Regions from separate parts of the Mus musculus genome. Here region 2 is linked to region 1. Evidence: chromatin contacts called from public HiChIP or PLAC-seq data. All regions are on one chromosome and are shown on one strand. Each heading gives the region's core, a stretch centred on a gene start, on an enhancer-like site or on the middle of the called end of the contact. The rest is flanking DNA. Distances are from core to core; before and after follow the strand shown.

Region 1 (2,785 bases), core at 195-2,694:
TAAATAAACCGATCATGGAGGGGTCCAAAAAGCTTGTGTGACTATATACTTCAGTCTCCTCGTGGGCACGTGCCTGGGCATCTGTCTTTTTTTTTTTTTTTCCTTCCTGAATGGTGACTGTACCATTTTCTAGTCCCCCTGCCAGAGAGCCGAGGGAGCCCTTCTCTTTGCCTGAGGAGTTGGCTTTCTTGATTTTGATGGTTCAGCATGCCCTGGGGGTAGGTCTAGAGGGTCTCAGTAGGGATGAGCTATCTCTTGGAAGACTGGGGGCTGCTGCCTACCACACCTACAGGGAACCTCTTTCCCACACCTAGGAAATATGAATTTGACCCTGGGGGGGGGGTCACGCTGAGGGCTTGCTCTCTTTGTTGGCCATGGAGATAGATCACAGCATGTCTCTGTGCCTCAGTTTCCTTTTCTGAAAATTGGAAGAAACACCATTTACTTCCACAGATAAAGTATCTTAAGGGTTTCTATTGCTGCCATGAAAACACCATTGATCAAAAAGCAAACTGGGGAGAAAGAGGTTTATTTGGCTTACACTTCCATGTTTCTGTTAATTATTGAAGGAAGTTAAGACAGGAACTGGGCAGGAGCTGATACAGAGGCCATGGAGGACAGCTGCTTACTGGCTTGCTCCTCATGACTTACACAGCCTGCTTTCTTATAGAACCCAGGACCACTAGCCCAGGGATGGCTCCACCAACAACCAGCTGGGCTCTTTCTTCATTGATCACTAATTGAGAAAATGTCCTATAGTTGGATCTCATGGAGGCATTTCCTCAACTGAGGCTCCTTTTTCTCGGATGACTCTAACTTGTGTCAAGTTGACACACAAAACCAGCCAGTACATAAAGCTTCAGGGATTCAGTAGAAATAAAAATTGAAAAAACATGGGGTTGGTGCCCACACCCATCTCAAATCCATTAGGGAGTCTGAGGCTATCCTGTCTCAAAATCAGCCCACGAAGAATAAATCAATTAGACAATAGAAAACGAACAAAACAACTCCTCCCTCCTCTCATTTTTATATTTCCCTTTCTGTCTCTCGCCTTCCTTCTATCTCTTAATTCTTGAAAAAAAAAAAAAAAAAGGCGCCCGCTTATCTCGAGTCAAGGGCAGGTTGGGGCCGGACTTGTGCTGGGGAGTGGCAGGCACAGCACGCCGAGACCCGATTGTGCCACTTTCCCGGGCACCGGGCCGGCACTGGGCGCCCGCAGACCCGCGAGTGGCGGGGAGAACACCTCCAGCCGCTGCCGAGTCCCCGGCTCCCGCCCGCGGGGCATCAACACAAAGGTCCTGCGGCAGCAGCTGTGCCGCGCTCCTCCTCCCCGACCAGTCCAAGGTCCGGGCCGCGCGTCCATTGGCCCGGAGCTCCAAGGGGCGTGGTCTCACACTCCGCCCTGCCCCGCGGCCACGCCCCAAGTCCCCGATCTTTTCTTGCAGTCGAAGAGCAGCAGCTGGAGGAGTAGGACGTGTCGCCAGGTAAGTGGCTGGTCCTGGGACCCTAGGGATGGGCGTGATGGTGCGCGGGATCTCTGGAGCCGCGGGGACGGGGCCGAGGCCTGCTCTGCACTTTGCTTCCCCTCTGTGGGGCCTTCTCGTTCTCCAGCTCCGTGATGGGTGCCCCCCCACCCCCACCTCCGGGACGTGCTCCAGTCGCCCGGGCTAGTTTGGGGAGCGCGGGTTACTCACCGTCCCCAAGGGGAGACGGGTGGGTGTGGCCACAACACCGATACTTGTCTGACTTCGGTTAGTACTTCTCTCTGGGCCACCTGTTTTTTGAGCGTAGGAGGCGCGCCCTCTGCGTTTTCTGGCGGGCTGGAGGTGCTGGAGACTCGCGGCTAGAGGAAGGCGGAGCTGTCCTCGACGGCCGGGCCTCGCCAGCTGCATGCTGGGCGGCGGGACAGTAGCCAGGCCCGGAGAGGGGGAACCGCCCTGACCCCTCGCGGTTGGCTGCCTGTAGGGAGGAGGAGCGGCAGGGCGCGCTCGCTTGGTGTTTGCGCCAGGATGGGGGCCTTAGGGCACAGAGGAAAACTTCACCGGGACTGGCGGTCCTGTTTACAGGCCGGAAATGCAAGGTTGGGTTTTGCTTTTTGTTTAAAAAAACCAGGCTCTGAGCTCACAGTTTTCTGAGGTTGCAGTTTAGGTCTGTGCAGGGTCAGCTGTAGATTCCCACTTCTCCTTCAGGGCCTGGATTCTGAGAGATGGAGGTGCCCCTTTGCAAAATAGGAGACCCCCCCACCCTTCCCCGCCGATTGGAATAGAGGGAGCTGGCTAGCCTAAGTGTCTGGAGAAATAGGGGCTTTTTAAAAACCTTCCCCTCTTGACCATACTGTTACTTCTTGGTGCTTTTAGTATGTTCTCTCTCCAAGCTGAAGCCAGAGGGAGAGAATGAAAAATAATTGGTCATTAAACCAGTAGTGGTGGGTTATGCCTGCAGTCCCAGCACTGGGGAGGTAAAAAGGATTCAGGATTCAGGTTCAATCGTGGCTCCATAATTAGTTCAAGGCCAGCTGCGGTAAATAACTTCCTTCTCCTTCACAGCACTGGGGAGACTAAGACAGAGGAACTGTCCACAGCAAGATCCTTCAAACCACTTAAAAACTCGAATTACAATCTGTGTCCCATGTTCCTGTTCTTTGTCCTATTAGGCTCGAACTTTCCCACAGGGCCTTCTCTAGCGGCTTTGTGACTCTGACTGTTCATTGTGTCCCTAAGTGATCCTTAAGCCTCAGCTCAGCCATTCCCTGGTCTGGGACAGGGGTCTCCTCAGAGTTTGGCCT
Region 2 (2,785 bases), core at 210-2,709, 92 kb after region 1:
TCTTGTTACGGATGGTTGTGAGCCACCATGTGGTTGCTGGGATTTGAACTCCAGGCCTTTGGAAGAGCAGTCGGGTGCTCTTACCCACTGAGCCATCTCACCAGCCCTCTTTCTTTCTTTCTTTTCTTCCTTCCTTCCTTCCTTCCTTCCTTCCTTCCTTCCTTCCTTCCTTTCTTTTTTGTGGTGCTGCAGTTAGAGCTCACGGTCTTGCTTATTCTGGGCAAGCGCTCTACATTGAGCTACATCGCTAGCTCTAGGTTTATTTTACATTTTTATTTATTTTATTTTGTTTGTGGGTGGGTATATAGCCACCACACTACACATGCTAAGGTCAGAAGACAATTTGCAGGAGTTAGCTCTTTCCTTCCACCCTATGGATTCCTGAGATTTAATCCCAGGGCATCGGGCTTTGTGGCAGGTACCTCTGTCAGCCATGTGCCAACTCATGTTCTCATAAATACACATATACACATAGAGACGTTACATAATTATATTATTTACACATATAACTTATATTATAATATGTTCAAACTTTATTTAATGTATGAATTCTCTGATGCATGCACAGCCACAGGCCAGGAGACAGCATCAGACCCTCTTACAGACAGCTGTGGGCTACCATGTAGTTGCTGAGAATTGAACTCAGGACCTCTGGAAGAGCAGCCAGAGCTCTTAACTGCACAGCCACCTTGCCATCCCCTATTCTCATTTTAAAATAGCTTAGTCAGGCTGGGAAGATAACTCAGAGGTTAAGAGCACTGAACCAGGTTCAATTCCCAGAATCTATGTGGCAGCTCAGAAGTGTCTGCAACTCCAGTTTCAAGGGCTGGGATCACGGCTGCCATTCACCACGGACACGACACATACATGGTATGTAGACTTACAGCCACATCAAATTATTAATTCAAAGCTCAGTGGTAAAGCATTTGCTAAGTGTGCATGAAGCCCCGAGTTTCAAAGTTTGACCTCTAGCACTTGGGGAGAACAAAAAGAAAAGATGCAACTTCCTTATCAGTAGCTGGGGGTAAGATCAACTGACAATATTAATTTTCTCAACAAAGACCCACTTCTGATTAAAATTCACTTTCCCCAGTTTCAAACAGAAACTGGGAATAGAAAGCTTGATAGTAACAGGATTTCAGCCTCCAAAATAATTCTGCATAAAGAAGTCTTCAGCAGTCAGCATTTTGACATTACACATTTCCACACAAAAAATATAAAATAATATTAACAATAAAAATATGAAAAGTTATTCTAAGCATTTCTCCATTAAATTAGAATCCACCCCAACAGAAATATGCATGAGAAAGCACTCTCCTTCTGTTTGACGAAAACCATCCAACAGAAAGATAAACACAATAAGACGAATATTTTTGAACTCATAAAGCAGGTGCTATGTGTGTGGGGCAGATGTGGAGGTAAACTTGGCGGAGGAGGAAGTGGGTGGGAGAGCGGAGCACCACAAGCTCCTCCCATTCCTTGAAGGATCCCCATGCACTGTACACAGTGTGTGATCTGACATAGCTCCCAGCATACCAGACAACACAAAGGACCCAAGTCGGTGGCTGCTTCCCCTGTCTTCATAGAAGTGCCCCTGGGAATTGGCCTCTCCCCCACAGGTTCAAGGACAGGCTAGTCAGATTTGGCTACAACACAGGTTGTACCCCATTTGCCCTTGAATACATAAACATACCCTAATTGGCTAAAAAGCTGTATGTAAGCTTATATAATAAACAATGAAGTTAAATCTGCACTCTGACTCTGGTCTCTAGAGCCTGAATCCCAGGCATCTCCGTGGGTTTGTCTCCACTCTTCCCCCCATTTCCCAATCCCTGTTCCCACAACTGTGGCAAAAGGCATGATCTTTTTACAGTAAATAAGACAGCATCCCACTGTGGATAAAATCTGTTAAATATTAGAGAAAAAATCCCTGAAGCACTGAAAGGTTTATACCATGTCTCTTGCACAGAAGACAGCTTCTCCTATCTGTCTTAGGGAAGCAGTCCCCGAGGTGTCCCAGGCTGGCCCTGAACTCCTTACATAGCAGAGGAAGGCCCTGAATTCCTGCTTTGTCTGCTTTCTCCTCCCAAGTGCTGGAATTACAGGTGTGAGCCACTAAGCCTGCTGTGAACAGCTTCATGCCAGGCTTGCTCAAGTCAGGCTTGAAGATCATATCTTATTATTGCTTTTTCTATTGGGTTAGAATACAAAGTAATGAATTCATTGTGGCACCTTTGCTTTCACTGTCTCTCTCCCTCACTCCCTGCCCCCACGTCCTCTGCCTGCCTCTGGCTCCTTTCTCTCCGTCCCCAAGTTTGTCCCCCATTCTGTCCCGTTATCACTTGTACAGACCACCTTTCTTATGTCACATTTCTCTTTCTCCTTCAAGATCAAAGTCAGTCAGAAGTCTTTGATGCCCAGGCCCTATGCTGTGACTTCTGGTATTCTGGACAGCTGTCCATGCAACTTGCTTTGGCCAATAGAAAAGGTGGGGGCATTCAAAAGGCAGTATGGAGCTTCAGTCTGAATAGACTTAGAGTGAAATCAGAATAAGCCCAGTGTGACAAGTTGGAGGATGATCAGCCATGGAGCAGAGGCAAACCATTTCAGATATAAAGTACACCAGGTGACAGCCAGCCACGCCTTAGGCCTGCAGATGGCTCCAACTGGGCCACCGACCTAACTGCTGGTTAGCCCTAAATGCATGCACAATCTGGCTGCCACATGTCCCAGTCTGTGGCCTGCTGTTAGGCAATGTCCTCATGACAGCAGACATGAAACACCT

What was found. HiChIP or PLAC-seq counts read pairs in DNA pulled down with a chosen protein or histone mark.
Region 2: an H3K4me3 HiChIP or PLAC-seq map of embryonic stem cells shows a contact between it and region 1, with 23 read pairs. The contact joins the enhancer-like site here to the promoter of Carhsp1 in region 1. A contact is called at or near these places in 11 of 39 promoter capture datasets (the C10 cell line, HPC-7-derived erythroid cells, embryonic stem cells and 5 more), 3 of 15 datasets of contacts at CTCF or cohesin (the G1E-ER4 cell line, embryonic stem cells and pro-B cells), 24 of 484 Hi-C or Micro-C datasets (the G1E-ER4 cell line, the HL-1 cell line, differentiating embryonic stem cells and 4 more), 13 of 115 datasets of contacts at active chromatin or transcription factors (the SCID.adh cell line, embryonic stem cells and stem cell-derived neural progenitor cells) and 4 of 9 other capture datasets (adipose tissue, embryonic stem cells, liver and 1 more).

What each region holds. Positions count from the first base shown.
Region 1 is chr16:8,670,812-8,673,596 of GRCm38.p6, reverse strand. Carhsp1 (calcium regulated heat stable protein 1) reads left to right here and starts at 1,444. Exons shown (of 4, transcript NM_025821.2): 1 at 1,444-1,484.
Region 2 is chr16:8,578,450-8,581,234 of GRCm38.p6, reverse strand. The region is part of intron 3 of Abat (4-aminobutyrate aminotransferase); the gene reads right to left. Among named protein-coding and RNA genes, the nearest start is that of Pmm2, 58 kb to the left of the region's middle. Within about 2 kb of position 1,459, at least 20 of the 459 cell types and tissues checked have an H3K27ac peak or open chromatin away from gene starts, as enhancers often do. A contact at or near this core is called in embryonic stem cells, where this site is marked.